3 separate regions of the Sus scrofa genome follow, and all the other regions are linked to region 1. A link is a contact called in public Hi-C data. All regions are on one chromosome and are shown on one strand. The core of a region is the stretch at or near the end of the contact, and the rest is flanking DNA. Distances in the headings are between cores, read along the strand shown. Region 1 has its middle 23 kb from the start of KRT8. Region 2 has its middle 42 kb from the start of KRT80. Region 3 overlaps LOC110260568 (methyltransferase-like protein 7A).

Region 1 (4,890 bases), core at 671-3,170:
TTTTTTTTTTTTTTATTTTCCCACTGTACAGCAAGGGGGTCAGGTTATCCTTACATGTATACATTACAATTACATTTTTCCCCCACCCTTTCTTCTGTTGCAATATGAGTATCTAAACAAAGTTCTCAATGCTATTCAGCAGGATCTCCTTGTAAATCTCTTCTAAGTTGTGTCTGATAAGCCCAAGCTCCCGATCCCTCCCACTCCCTCCCGCTCCCATCAGGCAGCCACAAGTCTCTTCTCCAAGTCCATTAAGCATTCTTTCTACAATGAATGTAAAATAATAAGTAGAGAGAAGCTGCCTGACAGCTGCCTAGCACCCAGGTTCTGAACCCAGAAGCGTTTCCCCAGCTCCAGGTGGTCCCCTTCTGGCTGCTTCCAGGGCTCAACAGCCAAATCCTCACAACCACAACTCTCCAGAATCCAGAACTGAGGGGGGTGGTGCGGGGACAGGGCTGCCCTGCGGACCTGCAAACCCTCTCTAGAAAGCCAGACCATCGTGCCCCTCCCCCACCGACCACAAATCCCTGGGGGGCCCCACCCTGGGACTCCGGCGGTTTGGAGAAGGCGTGGCCTGATCTCAGGTGACAGTGGAGAAAGGATGGGGTGACTGCTCTCAGGGGACAGAGAGGGGCGTGTTGGGAGAATGAACGCGTTCTCTCCCTGGGGCTGAGTGGGAGCCTGAGCAGAGCAGACACCGCCCGACGCCGAGGCCTCGCCCCCACCACCCAGCGGGGCTGGCTGTTCCCATCACACCCTGGGCAGTAAAACTTGCTTTTACGGTTGTTGTTGCGGGGGTTGCTGTTTTTCGTGGGGGGAAAGGGGTGCTGTGTGTGTCTGTGTTTCTATGTGCAAACACACCAGGTCCTTGCCTAGGTATTGATGTCTGAGGTTTGGGGGGGGGGGGTGAACATGGGTATTGGTGTCTGTCTGTGAGTGTGTGTGTGTGTGGGTACATTTTGGGGGGTCTGGGAGATCCCTGTAGCTACAGTGTATTGAGTTCTTACAATGTACCAGGCACTCTCCAGGTGTTTTCCTTTCAGCTTCACAACAGCCCTGTAAGGAAGGGATTCTAAACTTCTCTCCATGTTACAGATAAACAGTTAGAGAGGATTGATGATAGACTCAAAAAGTCAGAAACGTGATCAGGGCCAGAGCTGGGATGCTTGCCTCTCCTGCTGAAAATCGTGTGTTCCATATATGTGAGAATCTGGACACAGCATCTGCAGGTCTGTGTCTTTGTGTCTGGACAGCCTCTACCTGCGCAGGTGAGCCTGTGTGTATTCACCTATATGTCTGTATCAAGGCCCAGGCCCTGGCCAGGCCGCACTCAGCCGCTGGGGTGACCAGAGTCTTAGGAACAATGACCTTCCTGAGAACAGTGACTGTATTTTCTGAAGCAGAAAACAGAGCTCAGCGTGGCTGATTTTGGCCGGAGAACTTCTGCCATCGAGACTGTGCAGGAAATAAATGCCATTGTGAAGCCACTGGCTGAACCTGAGAAGCATGGCGGTCTGTCCCTTTGGAGGAGGGGACAATCCGGGAAGAGAACAAAGGGCAGCAAAAGGGAGGCAATCCCCCGCCCCATCTCCGGCCCCTCCTTCCTGTAACCAGCAGGTGGGAGTGACAGGAGAGGGAGACCCTCGGAGACAAGCTGAGACTCCCTGACTGGGAGCCAGGTGCTCCCTGCACCCTCCCAGCAGCAGCGAGCAGGGCTCCATCCGGCCGGGTGCCAGATCAGGGGTCGCGAGGGCTCCTTGCGAGATGGCCCTGGGAACCCGGTGGCCCGCGGCCCGAGGCGGGGGCGGGGGCGGGGCCAGAGCGCGAGGCCGGCTGGCGGCCTCCGATTGGCTGGGCCCTCGCGCTCCCACGGCCGCGGGGGCCCAGGGTGGCTCTGGCTGGGCCGCAAGGTGACTCACCCTCCGCCCCACCCCTGGAGCTGGACGGGGGCCCAGCCACTTCCACCCAACACCCGCTGGCTAAGCCGGGACAGGCTGACTCAGCAGGGGGAGCCGGGCCTGCCTGCCGCCCTCTGAGCGTCCTCCCCAGGGGCGAGCGGGTGGGGAACGCCTGTCCATTCCTCTGGGAGAATCGGGCCTTCTGGAGGGGAAGGGAATCAGGTGTCTCTTCTTCTGGGGGCATCCTTGGAGTAGTGGGGACTTCTCACCCTCTGAAATGGGAGGCTGCGTGCCTTTTTGAGGCTTTCCTTGTCTCACTCTCCTGGATTTTTTGTGGGTTCGGCTGATGCACTCTGGTCTTTTGGAGTCTGCACATTGACTTCTGGGGGGGGGGGGTGACATGTCCATGAGCACCATTTCAAGATCATCTCTGGGAAGTTCCTGTCATGGCGCAGCGGAAACGAATCCAACTAGGAACCATGAGGTTGCAGGTTTGATCCCTGCCCTCGCTCAGTGAGTTAAGGATCCCACATTGCGAGCTGTGGGGTAGGTCACAGATGTGGCTCAGATGCAGCCCAGATCTGGCATTGCTGTGGCTCTGGTGTAGACTGGCAGCTGTAGCTTTGATTAGACCCCTGCCCCAAAAAAAGCAAAAAAATAAAAATCATCTCTGTAGCCCCCACCCCCTCCACACACACCCTGGACGCCCCCTCTGTGCCTCTCTCTGAGATGGGTGGAAGGCCTGAACCTCTCTGGACAGTGCAAGACCAGAGCAGGCCTGTCAGCAGCTACACTGGGACAGTTCTCCAGCTCTGGCTTCGCCCACATCCATACTGCAGGGCCTGTGAAGTCCAGACCAGACTCTACCTGGAGATCAGGCTCCAGGCGCCCCCCTCCAACTCCTGTGGCTCTTTCCTGCAAGATCTCACAGTGAGCTTCAAGTGTCCTCAAAGTGATACTGTAGCCAGAAAAGGACCCACACTTGTCTAGCAACGTCTGCATCTGTTCACCTGCTGCCAGGAGTGTTGTGTTCACCCATTATTTCCCATAGCAACGCCAAACATAAACAGGAGGAGCTGAGCATGGAGAGTGACTTGTCCAGGCTCATACAGGTGCAGCATGTGAGAGTCTGAACCTGAACCCAGTTCTGCCTGGCTCTGCATGTCCTCTTTCCACTGATTGTGGCTGCCCCCTGAGCCCCTAGCTGGGGCGGCCTCCCCATTATACTAAAGCACACTTGGGGAGAAACCCCACCTCCATAGAAGGCCTGGTTCTCAAGGTCACCATCCAGGGTTTCTCATCCCCAGGGAGGGTCCCTGAGGGCTGTGAGAAGAAGCGGGGCGGGAGCAGAAAGAAGCTGAGTGTTGGCACACATGAGCTTTGGAGGAGGCAATGGGATGTATGTGCCGGGTCCCCAGCAACGTGGGCAGAGCAAGGACCACCTCAACTCGACCCACGTACACTCACGGTGATCACAGGAGAGCACATACCTGGTGGTTTGTGGGGTCATCACACATGGATATATAGACACACACACAGGAGTGTGTCACACTTACAGGTGCAGGTTTCACAGGCTGTACATATGGTCTTTAGGATTGACTACAAATACAAACACATTGTAAGGGAACAGAGGAATGGTTACCCAAAGAGAAGCAATGGTTTGTGGGTCATTTTACACACACACACACACACAGAACAACCCATGGCCCTCACGCAGGTGGATGCGTGCATACAAAAGAGAAATACAAATGCATATGCAAATCAATCACGCAGGCAGTAACAGGAGTAAGCCAGCACAGACACACACACCGTCTCCTCCATCACAAAAGGAATCCCCCCTGCTGCCCCTCAACCTCCCATCTTGGCCACACAAGGCCCAGGCTTGCCCCATCAGCTCCATCCCCTCCCTGGCCCAAGACAGGCCCTGCCTTGCCTGCCCTGGCCTGCTTGGGTGGGGCCCCGCCTGCTCCCAGCGCCAGCTGCCAGCTCAGCACAGGGCAGGGTGCCCCATGCTGCTGCCTGCCGCTCTGACATGTCGCTGGACCCACCCCCTCCTCCCAGGCCTGCCTGCCACCTCAGCATCTGGGCCCCAGCCTGGGCTCCACCTAGGCCATTTCTGCAGGCGGTGGGCAGGGTGACAGGTCCCCAGAGCTGGGAACCAGGAGGAAGGGGACAGTCCATCCACAGCCCCCCGCCACTCCCTTGTCCCTTCTCCAGATTGCCCTCTCCTCGCCAGTATTGGACCCTGGCAGGAGCAGGTACCTTCCTGATTGCAGTGAGCAAATGTGCACAGCCTCCCAACCGTCTGCATGCACTGTCCCCTCACCTGCAGACATCTGTGCACACCCACAGGCTCCTAAGCACACAGGCACAACCAGCACTTCTCACAGCCCCACGACACACAGCCACCCGGTCTTCCACTCCCAGCATGTCACATCCAGGGTCCCAACCCCACCAGACACACAGAACCCCCACCACATACACAGGGTTTCATGCACTCTCCAGAAAATACACACAGTCAAAAACCGTGTCCAGTCACACAGACCAGCACAGTGTCACTAGGCATTTATAATTGTCCCAGACACAGTCTAGCCAGCTCCACCCTGGGAGAGCTGGTTTTAGGGGGCTGGTTTTTGCACCCCCCTCCCACTTTGTGTTTGCAGTTCTAGGACATAGCGGCGCGGGGTGGGGGGGGCTCATTTATCCCTGTTCTGTCCATCTTCTGGAGTTCTGACAAGCCTGGCTGGGACAGATGTCACTCCAGAAGCCATGCCCTCCCATAGGCTGGCCCTTTGGGCTTTGGGGGAAAGCACAAATTGGCCATCAGCTGATTTGAGCACAGGACCATACAGATCCCATGGTTCCTGGGATGGACTAGGGAAGAGGTGTTAGTCCTGGGCCTGCTGCCCAAAGAGGGGGGCCATGCCAGGGCCGGGCAGCCAGGGCGCTGGAGGAGGAGGGACAATGACCAAATGGAGGCATCCGGGAGGGG
Region 2 (4,890 bases), core at 1,245-3,744, 690 kb before region 1:
TGTGGATCCTAGTCAGGTTCCTTCCTGCTGAGCCATGACGGGAACTCTGGGACAAGGGAACTTACGGCCTAACCCTACTGAGTAATATGTGATGAGTTCCGACCTATCAGGGTCTCCTTTGCTCACTATGGTGAGAGGTATGAGGCCCCAGCTCCCGGGGGGCCCATCTAGGGCCGGGTCTTCTGACAGGGAGCGGCAAACTGAGAAAAGGACCCATTTAGTTTCTTCCTGCCTCTGTGGGTACAGAGCTGAGTGAGTGAGAGAAGCCTGTGTGGCAGTTTGGGGTGCTTGGGCCTGCCCGAGAGGGGTCCTGGGGAGCCTTGTGACAGAAACTGCAGCATGAAAGCCTCAGGCTAGAGCTGCAGCCGCAACCGCGGAGGCTGGGAGGACCGCAGAGGAGAAGGAGGGTGCTGAGCTGGCTTGTTCCCTTGTGTGGCAGGTCCTGGCTTGCTGGGAATGCAGCCGGGGCCTAGGGGAGGGAAGCGGGGGCTGACGCCAGCCAGGCAGCTCTGGGGCCTCTTCCCAGGCTGCAGAGGGAGGGCCTCACACTCAGCCTGCTGCTGGGGAGACCCGGGGGTAGGGGTGCTGGGAGGGGCAGCAGGGGATATTGGCAGAGGTCCCAGGGGCCCGGGTTTGCCTCCTTCCTCTGAGGTGCAGGTCTGGGGTAGAGGAGTGAGCTGGGGGGCTGTGCTGCTGTGGCTTCCTGTGTTGGGTGGGCACAGTGGGCATCTGGACTGCTCTGGGCAGACCCCTACCACTGCTGGGAAGACAGCCTGGGCAGGCCCAGTGTCTGGGTAACCTCCAGCCTCCATGTGAGTCCTGACATGGAGTCACTGGGTGCAGGGGCCCGTGATGCCAGCTGTTCTTACTGGGGGGGCATGTCCTGTCCCCAGCTCCTCAACTCCCAGCCTGGGCATGTGGGAGATGACCCACTACTCTGCTTGTTCCCCCCCTCCCCTTTATTCTTTTTAGGGCCGTACCTGTGGCATATGGAAGTTCCCAGGCTAGGGGTAGAATTGGAGCTTCAGCTGCCAGCCTAGGCACAGCCACGGCAACGCCAGTTCTGAGCCGTATCTGTGACCTAGGCTGCAGCTTGTGGCAACGCCAGGTCCTTAACCAAATGAGCAACTCTGGGGATCGAACCTGCATCCTCATGGATACTAGTTGGGTTTGTAACCTGTTCAGGCACAACGGGAACTCCGGACCCACTACTCTGATAATCGGAGGCCTCTGATTACAGGACAGTGGACACACGGCAGGCACAATGGGGACAGCTGGGGTAGAAGGGGGCTTGTGGGAAGCTTGGCGCTTGGGGAGCTCAGAGCAGGGTTGGTGGCGAGAGCAAAGGCGGGGTATGGGGTGCTCATGGGATGTGGCATGGGGGTGAGGATTAGGGTTGGGCCTGGGAAGGCAGAGGTGGGAGGAAGTTTTTGGGTTTGGGGCAGGAGTTGTCCTGAAAGTGGAATTTTGGGCAAAAGTCTGAGAGCAGGTGCACGTCAGATCTGGGGGTTGGGAAGGGATGGCTTTAGGGCTGGGTTTTGAGGATGGGGTGAGGTTTGGGCTCAGGGAAGCACCCAGGTTTGGAGTGAAGTTGATTCAGGGTAGAGGCGGGCTAGGGTGCAGATTTGGGCCTGGGGTTGGGGTCAGCCCAGAGTTGGGGTCAGCCATGGCATCGGGGTGGGGGTGGGGCAGAGCCAGGTCAGCATCATGGGCAGTTTGGGGTTAGGTCGGGTCAGGGGTTGGGGGGTTTCCATGTGAGGGTCACAGCCAGTTGAAGGTTTGGGGGACCTGGTTGTCTGCCCTGTGCTGTCCAGCTGGGCCTGACTCTCCCTTCTCATGGGCTGCTCTCAGCTAAGGCCTGGGGTAGAGACAAGTCCTCTGGGCCCTGGTGGTGGCGGGACCCCCTCCACCCTCTGCACCCAGGCTGGGCCCAGGGAGGAGGTTTTCTGCAACTGATCTCCAGATGCTCCCAGGCCTGGGTATCAGCTGAAGCAGGGACCCCAAGTCACCCGGGACTGGGCCTGGGCCTGGGGAGTGGGGCGTGGGTCTCCTCCAGGCTGTAGCGGCTGTCCCCCTCTCCCCCTGCTGGCTCCCTGCTCCTGCCTGGGCCCTTCCCTCACTCTGCACACTTGCCTGGGAACCTCCTAACCTTCTTTGTTTTCTTAATTTATTTTATTTTATTTTATTTTTTTTGTCTTTTTGCCTTCTCTAGGGCCGCTCCTGCGGCATATAGAGGTTCCCAGGCTAGGGGTCTAATAAGAGCTGTAGCTACAGGCCTACACCACAGCCATAACAATGAGGGATCCAAGCCATGTCTGCAACCTACACCACAGCTCACGGCAACACCGGATCCTTAGCCCACTGAGCGAGGCCAGGGATTGAATCTGCAACCTCATGGTTCCTAGTCAGATTCGTTAACCACTGAGCCATGACAGGAACTCCCCTAACTGCCTTCTTTGGGCCTCTGCTGGTCAGGCGATGGGGGGGTGGGTCTCAGCTGGGTGAGCCCTGGCCCATCTGCCGAACACCCTGACTCCCAGGCTCAGGCAGGGTTACCACTGCTCCTCTGGCCTTAGCCAGAGCAGTAAGCAGAAGGCCTGGCTTTCTCATCTCGTCATAATTCCCCCCTGGGCTTGGGTCCCGGGCTAGGGCTGTGTCCAGAGAATGTCGCTGGCCCAGACTGACCAGGGCCAAGGGCCCTCAGCGGGAGCCACTTCCCTCTCCTCCATGAGCCTCCCTTTTAGTCTCCCCACCCCCCAGAGTTGGCCTCCTGGGCCCCAAGCCTGTGGCTCTGCTGCCCCGGCTGGGTCGTCTAGGAGCCCAGAGGTGCGCTGGTGGTCCTGGTCTGAGTCAGAAAACTCTGAGCCTCCCTGGGCCCAGCTCCTGTCTCTCAGCCAGCTGCACCCAAGCACGCCCCTAACCCCAACCCTGACCTTCCTCCCTCCCTTGTTAGTGTGAGGGGGGCTGCAGACCCCTTGGGGTGGGTGGGACTGGCCTGAGAGCCTGGGGCACCTGGCTGGGTGTGTTTGTGGGTGACTCAGCCTGAATGCCGAGGCCCTGAGCTGGTGGCTTTGTTCTCCCACTGGCTGGGTAGGGTGCGTGCCACAGCCCTGAGTCACCAGGGTGTGGCCCAGCGGGCCTGGCGGCACACACACACACACACACACACACACACACACACACACACACACACACACACAAACACAGCTGTGTGCAGACAGCACTGGGGCCAGGACATGGCGGGCTAGGGGCAGAGGAGCTGCCTGGCATGGGTCCTGTCCTCGTTGGTGCTATGAGCCCCTCCCAAGGTGACCCCGGTAACCGGGGGCCCTGTGGCCCTGGAGCTCCCTCTGGTTAGGGCCTGGATGGGCCAGAATGGGGTTTGGCACCTACAGACACAGCTGGAGACCCTGCATCGCATGGACCCTCCCCAGCTGCCCAGTAAAGGCCATTTGCCGGCCATTATGTGCTCCTATCCAAAGTGTCAACCCGGGGGACCCTTAAAACACTCTGGGAGGAAGAGACTCTCACTCCCACTTTACAGAGAGGAAACCAGGACGGAGGTTAGGGAGGCTCAGAGTGGCCCAAAGCTGCACAGCTAGTGAGTGGCCAGCTGGCCTTAAGCCCTCATCAGGTGTTCACTGTGGCCTGTCCTGTGCCACATGTGGGGTGTCAGGGATGGGGGCCTGGCCCTGAGCTCTGCTTTCATCTGGCACATCACTGGGACACCTTCGACAGCACCCCTTCCTTAAGAGTCAGGCAGGGGCCCCGCAGGGTCGGGGCGAGTGAGCAGCGCTGTTGCTTCTCCCTGCCACTGGGCCTGGGTCCTAGGCCCTTCCCTGCCTTCAAGGATGTAGCCAGACATGGCCCTGCTGGACTCCTGGGCAGGGCCCAGCCCACTTTCTCTGCACCTGAGGGGCAGCTTCCTCCTTGGGGATCCAGGCTTCACTACCCGCAGGGAAGAACAGGACAGCCTGCTCTGCCATGGCCAAGTCCCCCTGGCTGCCATGTGTATGTGTATGTGTATGTCTGCCTGTGAGTGGGAGGGGGCAGGAGAGCCAGACTGGCTGTCAATCAGGGGTCAGGGGGCAATGGTGCAGGTTAAGGGCAGGTGGACCACCCTCTCCTACGGGGGTGGGGGCAGGGTGGGGATCCAGGGTCCAGGCTTGGGTCCTCAGCCGTGCCTGCCTGTTGGTTGACTTTCTCTGACAGGCCAGGGGGCTGCCTTGGGCCCTGCTGCTCCAAGAGAGGGCCCCTCGGGTGCCCTTGGGTGGGTGAGCAGGGTGCAGCTCCAAGAGCAGGCCCCACCCCTCCCCCCCACTACCCCGCCCTCCCGGTTCTGTCAGAAGCTGTAGGAGAAGAGAAGGCACCTTATAAGGTAACAAGCGCCATCTGCCAGGTGGAGGAGGAGGGGCGGCCTCCCTGCCTCCAGGCCTCTCCGCCCTGCTCAGGCACAAGCTGGCTTCTGTGGTGGCCTGGAGCCCAACAATGACCCCTAGCCCCCAGGGAGCCCCTGACACCAGCCCCAGACCTGGGTAGGGGCACCTGGCGTGGGGGAGGCCAAAGAGGCAGCCGGTGCTCAGAGAGGCAGCCTGGCAGCGGCTGTGTGACCTTGGCTAAGTGACCGCCCCTTTCCTGGCCTCAGTTTCCTCTTCTGCACTTTGAGGAGGGTAGACTAGGGGCCACGAATTTCCCCAAGGATTTTTTTTTTTTTTTTGTCTTTTTGGGGCCACACACACGGCACGTGGAAGTTCCCAGGCTAGGGGTCCAATCGGAGCTGTTGCTGCCGGCCTACACCACAGCCACAGCAATGCCAGATCTGAGCCGCTTCTGCGACCCACACCGCAGCTCACGGCAATGCCGGATCCTTAACCCACTGAGCAAGGCCAG
Region 3 (4,890 bases), core at 961-3,460, 620 kb before region 1:
TTTACTTATTTTTTTTTTTTCTTTTTTACAGCTGCGCTCATGGCCTATGGAAGTTCCCAGGCTAGGGGTTGAATCAGAGCTGCAGCTGCCGGCCTACACCACAGCCACAGCAATGCAGGATCCAAGCCGCATCTACGCCTATGGCACAGCCGCAAGCAACACCAGATCCTTAATCTACCGAGCAAGGCCAGGGATTGACTCCTCATGGATACTAGTTGTGTTCTTAACCCACTGAGTCACAATGGGAACTCCCTACACTTATATTTTCAGTACAAATCCCAACACTGCATGGTTCATTCTATTTTTCTCCCTTCCATCACGTCCCCTTGTAGCCACTGTCCCCAGCACAGATGCCCTCTTCTCTGTGGGGACAAGAACCCTCGGGCCTGCCCCATTGCTCTCTGGTATGGATGCCTGCTTTCTTTGGCCTCACCTAGTAGCATTGGGGCTGAATTTTATAGGCAGACAGGCAGGCACCATTTTGGACTTTTTATTGACCAATGAATTGTTACTTTCCCTAATCTTTGGAGGTTTTTCTCAAAACTTGTCCTTAAAAAAGATTTTTGTTTTGCTATTTTAAGTATTCCAAACTGGGAGTTCTCATTGTGGCTCAGTGGTAATGAACCTGACTAGTATCCATGAGGATGTGGTTTTGATTCCTGGCCTCACTCATTGGGTTAAGGATCCGGAGATGCTGTGAGCTGTGGTGTAGTTTGCAGATGTGGCTCAGATGCCACATTGCTATGGCTGGGGTCTAAGCCAGCAGTTATAGCTCCAATTTGACCCCTAGCCTGGGAACGTCCATATGCTGCAGGTGCAGCCCTAAAAAGAAAACAAACAAACCAAAAAACAAAACAAAACAAAACGAAACAAAACAACAACAACAACAGAACTGCATGATGAGTATTTGGAAAACAGAAGAGAAAAATCATCCATGATTTTACCACTCAAATCCAACCATTATTCAGTAATTTTGTGTACCTCCTTTCAGCTTTCTCCCCAGTGCATCAGTTTTCTTTTAAATGCAATTATAGCTGTAATGTTGCTACACTTCCCATCTGCATGTTTACTTGAGGCAACAGTAAAAACACTTACCACTTGTGAAATACCTAGTATGTGCCAGGCTCTTTACAGGTCAATTTCTCTTTCTCATTGAATCCTTAATGTACCTTGCAAAGTAAGTCTTTTCCTCATATTAGAGATAAAGAAACTGAGACTCAGGGAGACTTAAAAGGTACACTTCTAATAAGCAGTTGAGCTAGGATTGGAACCCAGGTATCATTGACTCCAAATTTTGGTTTGGTATGAGCCTCCCTAAAGAGAAGTACTATTTTTCCATAATAAAACATTAGTTCCATAGCTCTGATTTTTGCAACAGCTGAGGCAGTAGTCTATATTCCTTCCCACTACAAGTGAGGTCAATTATGTGTCTCAAACTTGAATAAAATGCCCATAACTCTGATTTTCATCCTGTTGCAGGATGTGTGGGCTTCTGCCCCCCCCATCTCAATCACCACCCCCAGCCTTAATGAACATTTTCATGGATATGGTTTTTTGCTAATAGTTTTCTAAAAGGTTGACCTAATTTGAATGCCACAGTGAAATGACCTTGGCATATTATCGCTTAAAGAAAAGAACCTAAAAAACAAACAAACAAAAAACCAAACAAAAAAAAGAGAGAGCCTTTTAGAAGGCAAAAGACTTTATCTTGATTCATCAGCATCTATTTGAGCACATGTGTGTTTTTATTCAAGGAACGCATAAGGACTACCTGCTGTTTACTAAGATCGATGGTGGGAATGGAAGATAAGAAAGATATTTTTATTGTGCAACTAGGTCAGAAAACCAACATCAAAGCATCTCAATTAATTCAAATTAATGACTAAGCTGATTGCTTTAGAGGCTGTGGGGGAGATGCCCTCCCTGAAAGCCTGAGGGGTGATGTGGGGGCAAATGCCGGAACAATGGGTTGGTTTAGTCAGTTCAGGAAAAATGTGATGCGGGGTCGATGGGATTCCCAGTTGATAGGTGTGGCAGTTATTGTGTCCCAGCTCCAATGTGAGTGGTGAGACTTGGTTTTGCCAGTTGGGGCTGCTAGGATCTGCCAGTAGGGGGCGCCAGAAGGTGACTGCACGGTATTTGCTTTCTGTGGGTTTCCTGTCCCGGCGCAGGGCCCCAGCCTTGCGCCTTCACCCTGGCAGCAGCAGTGTCTTCCCATAGCAGCAGCTGAATCCAGTTGGCAGTTTTCCCAGACCTTGAAGAATAAATCAGCTTCACTGTGCCTCCCCCTGGAGGTACCAGGGCCAGGCAAGCCGTGCCTCCTCCCCGGGGTTCAGCGTCTCAGGGGCCACTCCTGTAAAGTCCTGAGTTTTAACACTTCTAACCTCACCCCTTTGTTCCCTGAGCCCTAGATCTAGCATTCACTTTGGTCAGTGCCAGTTCTGTGCCATGTCTTAGGGCTCTCTTTCAGTCACCCAGTGAATAACCCTCTATCCGGTTAACAATTCTTTGCATTGAATTCCTTCTGTTCCTGTCACTGTGACTATTTTTAACCTATTGGCACCTGACTGAGAAAGGGCAGGTCCTGAACCCCTGGGGTGCAAAGGCCCTGACAGTGCCCACATGCTTTCTTTTTAGTTCTGTGTACTCAGAGGTATGAGGAGGAGATAGCTCCCTGGCCAGTGGGCGTGCGGGAGCTGTAATGTTGGCTGAGAGAAAGCAGCTCCTTCCAGAACATTCTGGCTTTGTTGACAGGTTTTAAGTAAGAAGGGTCTGGCTGGGCTGAGGAACTGCTGACTGGAGAAATTCCAGCAAGAGCATTCAGCTGCTATGTGTTCCACGAAGATAAGGGCATCTCCTGGAGATGGGAATCTGTTTTAAATTGTCTGTCTTCGGGCGTTCCCATCGTGGCTCAGTGGTTAACGAATCTGACTAGGAACCATTAGGTTGCGGGTTCGATATCTGGCCTTGCTCAGTGGGTTAAGGATCCAGCTGTGGTGTGGGTCAAAGACATGGCTCGGATCCCGTGTTGCTGCGGCTCTGACCTAGGCTGGTGGCTACAGCTCCGATTAGATCCCTAGCCTGGCAACCTCTACATGCTGTGGGAATGGCTCAAGGAAAGGCAAAAAGACAAAAAAAAAAAATTACACAAATAGTCTGTCTTCATAAATTCATAAATGCATTAGAAGGCCACAGAACAACTTTCATTTCAACTCTATTCCCCCAAGATTCGTTAGTCCCTAATGAGGGTCAGATGCTGAGCCAGACAGTGGGGAAATGGAGAGTCACCAGTCCTTACCCCAGAAGGTCCCCCTGTCTACTTGGGGGACTCACCCGTGTAAAGAAATAAATATGGAAGCTTGAACACACGTATTTACCTCTGCTTCCCTCCCAAATCTACTAAAACTGCAGTGAGGTTTGTTTGGATACAAATACCAGTTGGTTGTTTGGAAAATGAGAATTCATTTCCACACGATTGCCATGTTAGGGAACAATCTGAGCCTGATGTGACCGTCACATTTGCTCAGGCACAGTTTGGGGTGTGAGGAACCCGGGTGACTACAGATAACTGAACCAGGTAGAAATACACACAGCGCACCTGACTCCGACATCTACCAGCTGCGTCCGTTCACGACCCACCCCCATCCACATTAGGTGCCACAACTTTCTATCAGATTTCAGGTGACCCTCCTCCTAATAACATAACGTAACATAACGTAACGTAACGTAACGTAACATAACATTATAACATATAACATAACGCGCAAGAACTTCACAACGCACAAGCTGCAGCCCCTTCGGGTGCCCAGGTCCGCAAGCAAACATCGTCTTTTTCCAGGTAAAATGCTTTCTGTATTGTCGTTCTTATGCATTTCTTTCTTTCTTTTTTTTTTTTGCCTTTTAAAATATGTTGCCTTTTATTAAAATTTCGCAGCTGTAAAAATAGCACATGTACACGAGTTAAAATACACAAAGGAAATTAATGTAGAGAGTTAAAAAAATGCAACAACTCTAAGGGAAGAAGCAAAAATCCCATTCTGTGCATCAAAATAAAAGGCCGTTTTGCTTTTTTTTTTTTTTTAATTTCTTGTTGGTGTTTTTCTCAATGAATTTTATTACATTTATAGTTGCACAGCGATCATCACAACTCAATTTTATAGCATTTCCATCCCAAAGCCCCAATCCATCACCCCACCCCCTATCCTATGCATTTCTTAACCATTTAATGTGGGTAAAACTGTGCTACTGTTTTGATTGGGCTTCTATCTTTTTTTAGTGGGTCACTGATGACACTTTTGAATATTGTGCCTCTAACCCCCCTTTCCCTTCCATAAGCTCTGTGGTTTTGTTGCATGACTTTGCATAGTATGTGATTAAAAAAATTTTTTTTTAATTGAGGTATAGTTGGTGTACACACTGTATCATGATTTTTTTTTTTTTTAGGAATGCATATATTATGTTACAGCAAAACTGATTGTCTACAAGGCAAAGAAAACAGCAAGGGAGAGAATTGAAGCTAGAAAGTAAAACAAGTTGTAACTAATAGTGAAATAATAGAAAAATCTATATTGATCTCTGCCCCAACCTCCCATTTAGGAGCACAGAGCTCCTCAAACCCCTGTCATTCCCTAACTGATAAGAACCTGATGAGCATCTTTTGTCCTAATTTTTGATCTTTGACCCGGTCCCTGACCCAGGGCTCCTAAAATGCTTATAAATTCCTGAGTGGTAAGAGTATTTTGTTCTTTGTGGGGTGGGCTCCAGGATGGTAAGCCATGATTAGAAGCTTGAAATTTTCAGCCCCCCCCCCCATCTTCCAGAGAGGGGAGAGAGTCTGGAAATGGGGTTAATCATTGATCATGCCTGCAAACTATTGCCTTTGGAATGGAT

Evidence for each region. Hi-C and Micro-C count contacts between places; a contact is called where the count stands out from the background.
Region 2: a Hi-C map of omental adipose tissue shows a contact between it and region 1, with 4 times the contacts expected there. The contact joins two enhancer-like sites. A contact is called at or near these places in 22 of 47 Hi-C or Micro-C datasets (alveolar macrophages, blood, brain and 14 more) and 1 of 2 datasets of contacts at active chromatin or transcription factors (skeletal muscle).
Region 3: a contact with region 1 is called in a Hi-C map of embryonic fibroblasts, with 2.6 times the contacts expected there. The contact joins two enhancer-like sites. A contact is called at or near these places in 3 of 47 Hi-C or Micro-C datasets (embryonic fibroblasts, omental adipose tissue and subcutaneous adipose tissue) and 1 of 2 datasets of contacts at active chromatin or transcription factors (skeletal muscle).

Annotation. Positions count from the first base shown.
Region 1 is chr5:18,154,656-18,159,545 of Sscrofa11.1, forward strand. No RefSeq gene overlaps it. Among named protein-coding and RNA genes, the nearest start is that of KRT8, 23 kb to the right of the region's middle. Within about 2 kb of position 1,921, at least 42 of the 83 cell types and tissues checked have an H3K27ac peak or open chromatin away from gene starts, as enhancers often do. A contact at or near this core is called in embryonic fibroblasts, omental adipose tissue and retroperitoneal adipose tissue, where this site is marked.
Region 2 is chr5:17,462,162-17,467,051 of Sscrofa11.1, forward strand. No RefSeq gene overlaps it. Among named protein-coding and RNA genes, the nearest start is that of KRT80, 42 kb to the right of the region's middle. Within about 2 kb of position 2,495, at least 19 of the 83 cell types and tissues checked have an H3K27ac peak or open chromatin away from gene starts, as enhancers often do. A contact at or near this core is called in omental adipose tissue and retroperitoneal adipose tissue, where this site is marked.
Region 3 is chr5:17,534,486-17,539,375 of Sscrofa11.1, forward strand. LOC110260568 (methyltransferase-like protein 7A) reads right to left here. Exons shown (of 5, transcript XM_021091217.1): 5 at 2,619-2,854. The coding sequence ends at 2,634. Among named protein-coding and RNA genes, the nearest start is that of KRT7, 16 kb to the right of the region's middle. Within about 2 kb of position 2,211, at least 27 of the 83 cell types and tissues checked have an H3K27ac peak or open chromatin away from gene starts, as enhancers often do. A contact at or near this core is called in embryonic fibroblasts and omental adipose tissue, where this site is marked.